2 separate regions of the Mus musculus genome follow, and region 2 is linked to region 1. The links are chromatin contacts, called in public HiChIP or PLAC-seq maps. All regions are on one chromosome and are shown on one strand. The core of a region is the stretch at or near the end of the contact, and the rest is flanking DNA. Distances in the headings are between cores, read along the strand shown. Region 1 overlaps Gm32543 (a long non-coding RNA gene). Region 2 overlaps Gm32543 (a long non-coding RNA gene).

The links. HiChIP or PLAC-seq counts read pairs in DNA pulled down with a chosen protein or histone mark.
Region 2: a contact with region 1 is called in an H3K27ac HiChIP or PLAC-seq map of microglia, with 4 times the contacts expected there. The contact joins two enhancer-like sites. A contact is called at or near these places in 1 of 484 Hi-C or Micro-C datasets (nephron progenitors), 6 of 115 datasets of contacts at active chromatin or transcription factors (a beta-TC-6 cell line, bone marrow-derived macrophages, embryonic stem cells and 3 more) and 1 of 9 other capture datasets (embryonic stem cells).

The regions. Positions count from the first base shown.
Region 1 is chr10:17,520,750-17,523,725 of GRCm38.p6, reverse strand. All of the region lies in intron 3 of Gm32543 (a long non-coding RNA gene), which reads left to right. Among named protein-coding and RNA genes, the nearest start is that of Gm32656, 140 kb to the left of the region's middle. Within about 2 kb of position 1,330, at least 119 of the 459 cell types and tissues checked have an H3K27ac peak or open chromatin away from gene starts, as enhancers often do. A contact at or near this core is called in bone marrow-derived macrophages and microglia, where this site is marked.
Region 2 is chr10:17,668,130-17,671,249 of GRCm38.p6, reverse strand. It overlaps Gm32543 (a long non-coding RNA gene), which reads left to right. Exons shown (of 4, transcript XR_001779719.1): 2 at 3,119-3,120. The region is part of intron 2 of Gm32656 (a long non-coding RNA gene); the gene reads right to left. Among named protein-coding and RNA genes, the nearest start is that of Gm32656, 9.9 kb to the right of the region's middle. Within about 2 kb of position 1,664, at least 32 of the 459 cell types and tissues checked have an H3K27ac peak or open chromatin away from gene starts, as enhancers often do. A contact at or near this core is called in bone marrow-derived macrophages and microglia, where this site is marked.

The sequences.
Region 1 (2,976 bases), core at 81-2,580:
CCGTCCCCCTCTAGAAAGACTATGAAGCCCACAAGGACCACAAGGATTTTGGAAGCATCAAGCGACCCTGACTCTACCCACATGCTGGCAATCTTTATTTATGGAGCTTCTCAACAGGAAGGAAGTTGAGCTTTTAAGGACAAATGGATCTTGCAAGGTTTTAAAGCTCCATCAAAGAAATGCAGTCTAAAATGTTCCATTCTACCAGGAAGAACGTCACCCATGACACAAAGTTGGAACAAGGCTGCCCTTGGATTGCGTGCCGGTGAAGACCTTCGTTGTTCCTTCTGGGTCATCACACACTTAGCTTAGAGCACACTCAGAGTCGTGGGTTCAAGGACCACGGAGAGCAAGTTTTCTTCACCAAGGCTAGTGCTCTCCAGACCTTCTGTAGCTGCTGAGCTGGAAGCCACCTTCTTTCTAGATTCTTCAGAGTCACTGTACTCGAGAAGAAGCCAAAGTAATGACAAGTGAAGGAAGAAGAAAGAAGGCCTGTGAAGCACTGGTGAGCATCATAGGCCTTTAAGGGCTGGCTCGGAGCTCCTGCCCGGGATCTCAGAGCACAGGCAGCTCTGTGCAGGAGCTTGACTGGCCACTTTATATGTTACTTTGTTGAATTCAAAAGGAATAGAAAAGTTCAATGAAGTCCTTGTTGATGCATTTGTCCAAAGAAACATTCGGCCAGGTGGATTTTAATTTCATGTTGACTGTAGTATTGTTTTAGCCGTGCTCCCTGTGGCTGTGGCTGCTCTAGTAGTATCCCTTTCCTGGAAGGCTGCCTTCAAACACTCCATTATTATAACATTTCGTTTGCTTGTTTTTGATTGGTTTGGTTTGATTTTTTTTTTTGAGACAGGGGTTTTCTGTGAGCTCTGGAACTCACTGTGTAGATCAGGCCATAAACTCAGAGATCTGCTTGCCTCTGCCTCCCAAGTGCTGGGATTAAAGGTATGTGCCACCACGCTTTATCATAATTGTATCATCTTAACTCTAATTCAGCCTACTGGGTTGATTCAAAGGCATATTTTCTTTTCCTTTTAAGTATGCTAAAATTAAAGTACTGCCTTTTTATGCCTTTTATATTGTTGATAACCAGGACCAAATACAAGAACACTTCTTTTTTTTTCTCATAAGTTTTTACATTCTGATTTCAGAATTTCATATATTCAAAGCTTGCCCTTCAAGTTTCCATAGGGAGAAAGGCTCTTCTGGAAGGCTTGAGGAAAACACTGGAATTTGGCCAGTAAGGTCAGGCTGGGTTACAGGCCTCTGTGGGGCCAAAGTCCAAAGCAACAAGCAAGAGGAAAGCACTCCTTGCAAGCTGCTTCTTCTTCTTCCTCTTTTTTTTTTTTTTTTTTTTTTTAAAAAACTTCCCCTTTCAGAGTCATTAGAGCACTTGTGTGTGTGTGTTTTATTATTTCAGCAACTCCTTCTACAGGGATGTGTTCTCTTCATGCACAGAAGCCCTGTTCAAACATTACCAAGAAGACTGATAAGAAGAAAAAGCATCCACTGATGAGTTCTCAGAAAGAAAGCATTAGATTTAACGACAGGGCAATACTGCTATGATTACTCGGCCCAGCTGACAGCGAGGTTGCCAGGCAGCACTTGTTCTGCCAAGAACGGCGGGAGAATGAGGCAACCATGTGGTTTGTATTACCAGGGTTTTTTTTTCCCCCACTAAAGTTTTTCAAGGTTCAGAAAGCGAACGTCACCCCCAATGATAATTCAGTTTGGAACAGCTACATTTTCTAATGCTGCGTTCAGCGACTGTGGATGTGTTTGCATCCTCATATGTGTGCTCACATTTTCACAATGAGGATGAGATAAAGTACAGCATCTCTCAAGACCCCACTGGATGCAAATAGCCAACCTCCAGGCCAAATTCTGCGCTTTCAAAAAAGAAAGAGAAAGATTAAAAACCTCCCTTGCATTTCCCAGGCTTCTACTTACAGCCTTTAAGAAGACAGCACAGAAAAAAGAAGCCAAAGCCAAGTTCAGCGCAGCTCTCGTCTACGTACTTGGTCCAGCCAACTTTAGAGTTGGAGTTGATTAAAAAGAAAAGTCATAATTTACCACAAACTAATCAGTCTGTGTAAAAACCATAAAATTAAAATGTTTTCATTGTTTTTTATTTTTTTTGTCATCTGATTTTTTTTCCACTTACAAGAGGTTGACAAATCTAAAATTATCCAGATTTTGGAATAATCTTGGGTCTTCTTGGAAATACTATTCTCAGGAAGTCAGAAATACTAAATTTCAACAAATGATTAAATTCTTAAGCAAATTTGCAGTCATACAGTTGGTGGATCTGCATTGATTTTAGTAAAATTCCTTGTGAATTAAGTCCCTTCTTCACAGAAATGCATATACCTCTGACCCTGTCTACTTTGTCAACCTTCCTACCATGCTGATCTCATGCAACTCTAAAAGAAACAGAGTTTTAAGAAGTCATTTTCTTCAAAACTGCTGGAGTTTAGATGTCCTTATTGCCTTATTAGTTTTATGGCTTCTGGAAGATCTACTATGATTGCCCCTGGAAAGTAGGCCCTTTTCCCAGAGGATATAAGGGGACGAAAGAATCCATAGCTGCGGCAGTCATACATTTCTGCCAAGACTTTTAAACAAAGAAGAAAAACTCTATTTGTCAGTCAGAATGATCTGGTCTAAGCAAAAATGAGGGCCTGTTTAGAGAGATTCCATCAAGAATAGTCATTTGGACTCCAAAAATATGCTTCAGAAAACACTAAATTAGTTTTGTCAAAATATAACCTTTGTCCTCAAAACAATGTTATTCTACATAGCATCTGTCTGTCTGCCCATCCATTACCCCAACCCTTTCACTGAGGCATTCAGCAAGAATTATTGAATTTTTACCGTGTTCTAGGCATCATACTGGACTGTGGAACTAGAGATTGGGGGGAAAAAAGACACAGCTATATTCACAAGGCCAGTGTCCTAGAGAGGAGACAAAAT
Region 2 (3,120 bases), core at 415-2,914, 150 kb before region 1:
TAATCCATTAATTATGTTCATGCCTTTACGACTGCCTTAGTTACGGTTTTATTGCTGTGAAGAGTTCTACATCTTGAGTTCTACATCTTGATCCTAAGCCAGACAGGAGAAGAATCTCTGTTCTGAACTGGGTAGAGCTTGAATATAGGATATCAAAACCTACCCACACAATGACCACACCTCTTCCAACAAGGCCACACCTCCTCCAACAAGGCCACACCTCCTCCAACAAGGCCACACCTCCTCCAACAAGGCCACACCTCCTCCAACAAGGCCACACCTCCTCCAACAAGGCCACATTCCTAATAGTGCCACTTCCCATGGACTAAGCATACTCAAACTGCCATAATGAAACAGTTATTTCCTAGGAGCTGGGCTCTGAACCTTGTATAGAGGACTGAGTCTTTCACACATGAACTCTTGTGGAGACATCTCATGTCTGGACTACAACACAATCTCCAAATTATTGCCATCAATCTATTTATGGTATCTAGACTGTCCACTTATGACTGGTTCAACTACCATGGCAGCAGTCTTAGAATCAATCCTCATGCTTCTAGGACAAAGCCCTCTAGGACATTCTCTATTCTGCTATTGGAAGAATTGTGCTAAAACAACAACCCGGTGTATTACTCATTGCCAGCAGGTAGACTGGATGATATGTAAGGATTGATATTGTTCATCAACTTAATGCCATCTAGAATCCCCAGGGAAACAACCTGGAGCACGTTAGTGAGGAGTTTTCTAGATTAGGCTAGTTGAGGTGGGAAAACCTACTCTAACTGTCAGACTGAATGAAAAGGAGAGAGTGAGTCGAGCAGCAGCATCATTTCTCTCTTCAGGCTTCGGCTACCATGACTTCTGCAGCATGAGCTTAAACTGTGAGCCAGAATAAGCCACTCATTCCTCAGGTTGGCTCTGTCAGGCCTCTTGTCCCAGAAGCATGTAGAATGACTAACACAGTATGTGACATTCTGTCACAGACCTATCTCTCTCTGTCTTCCCTTTGACCTCTGTGAATCAGCAATGCTCCACTTCTTTCCAGATGTCTAACCCCTCACTCACTTTCTGCCCATCCCCACTCCCTGCTGGGCTAGCTTCCTCTGTACGTGTAGACCCAGTTAAGTGGTTCTCCTTTATTTGCTCCAGAATCCCATGGGTCCCACACTTATCTTGTCCTCTCTGCTCAAGTATAAAAGCTCTTTGTTGCACATCATTTTACACTCAGAGCCTGAGACGCAGCATATGTTCAGCTAATCTTTGCTGGATAAATGAGGAGTGTATAATTGATCTATTTCCCAGGTAAAGAATCAGCGGTTAACTCACACCTCCGAGTGACGCAGGAAGTCTAATTCAGTATTGTTTCCAAGATATCATCTATCAGTGCTCACAGAGACCTTGCTGACATACACAATGGAATGGAACCTTTCTAGCACGAGATACCACTCTGCAGGCTTGTCTGTTTGTGACAGAAAAGCAGCACTCAGTAACTACCAGGGAACAAAGAATGCACGTGACTGATCCAGGAAGACGAAGACTGGAAATGGAGGGTGCACATTTCAGTTCTGTGTGGTCTTTTAGCGATCAGTTCCTCTCAGACTCTCTCTGTCTCCATAACATGAATGGGCATGGTGTTTAGTCTTCTGTTTAATGTACTTCCCCATATGCCACGCGTCACGTGTCACAGTGCTCTTTAAACTACTTCCTTGCATTGGCTTTGAGAGCGTTTGGTCCCAGCAGCATGTAGAATAACTAACATTGTGTGTGTGTGTGTGTGTGTGTGTGTGTGTGTGTGACATTCTTTCCTAAAGGACTGAGCAAGTGACCGCTGAGATGTATCGGGAAATATGTATACTCTGAAACTTGACCTAGGTATCCTAAATGACACGCTGGTCTCAGATATAGAAACTTCTACCATTCCACTGCTGGCTTCTAACCAGTAATCAAGATTCCATTTAATCCCTGCCTAAATATCCCTAGCTCATGTTATGGAAGAGCTGACACTAGGTGGAATGGATTTTGAATATATAAAGTAGTACGGGTGTCTCCCTCAGCCAGTTAGCCTAGTTTGAGTAAAGTAGGTATTTTACTGTAACTGTCTGAAGGAAATTTCCCAGCCTGTATCTTCTAATGGAGCAAGGACTCCAGGCTAGTCCAGTGCAGGGTCAGGTTCAAACACACAGACCAATCTTCCACTCACTCTGTTACCAGCAGGTCCTGATTGTGGTTATAGGTGACATCACTCATAAACACAGTCAAACTAGAGGCCAGTTAAATACCTGTGGCCTCACCTCATGCATAAAGACCTCAGCTGTAGTCAAGTTTTTCAACGGGGAAATTCTTAGAGAATGGAGCAACTAATTCCATTTGAGCTAGAGGTAGAAACAGTAGCTGAAAAGACACTGGAGAGAAAACCTGAGGTGAAGTTTAGGCAGAGGTGTCATGGTGACCTGAAAATATGAAGAAGCAGACACTGAGTTTGTAAATATTCAGAGGCCCCTCTTATATTTTCTGGTATAACGTAGTCTGGAATAAAGACTGGGTTAAAGGGAGAAGAGTAGTAGATGACAAGGTGACAAGGCTTACTTAACTGCAAATGCAAACTACAGCTTCTGAAGAGCTGTCTCTGGGTCCGCACCACGTTCTGATCCAGTTCCATGCTCAGAAATGTACAGGACTGGTTCTGACGCTTTGATTTAATTGCGAATCTGTGTTTATTTATGCTGAAGGTCCTTGCTCTCAAATGATTTTTGATCTATCAATAAAAATGCCAGTGGCGAGTGGCTGGCTGGAAAGAAAGAGGTAGGACTTCCAGGTTTCCACAGTCAAGGAGAGAGAGGGCAGGAAGAAGAGAATCAAGATACTTGGAGAGAGACGGAACAGACTCAGAGCTACAGGGGAGATCTTCTAAAATGTAGGCAAGGGAAAGAGGCCCATGAAAGGGGAGCCCAAGAGCATCTTGGGCAGCAAGACCAACTACACCGAGGGGAGATTTAGAGTCCTTGAGCTATGAGTAAAGGGAAGGGCACGATAGCTTCAGGAGGCTTAGAAGAGCCCAGCCACTGAGCCAGTAAGACAGGTTAAAAATGAGCTAATGTGTGCGTGTCCTTCATCCAAGGA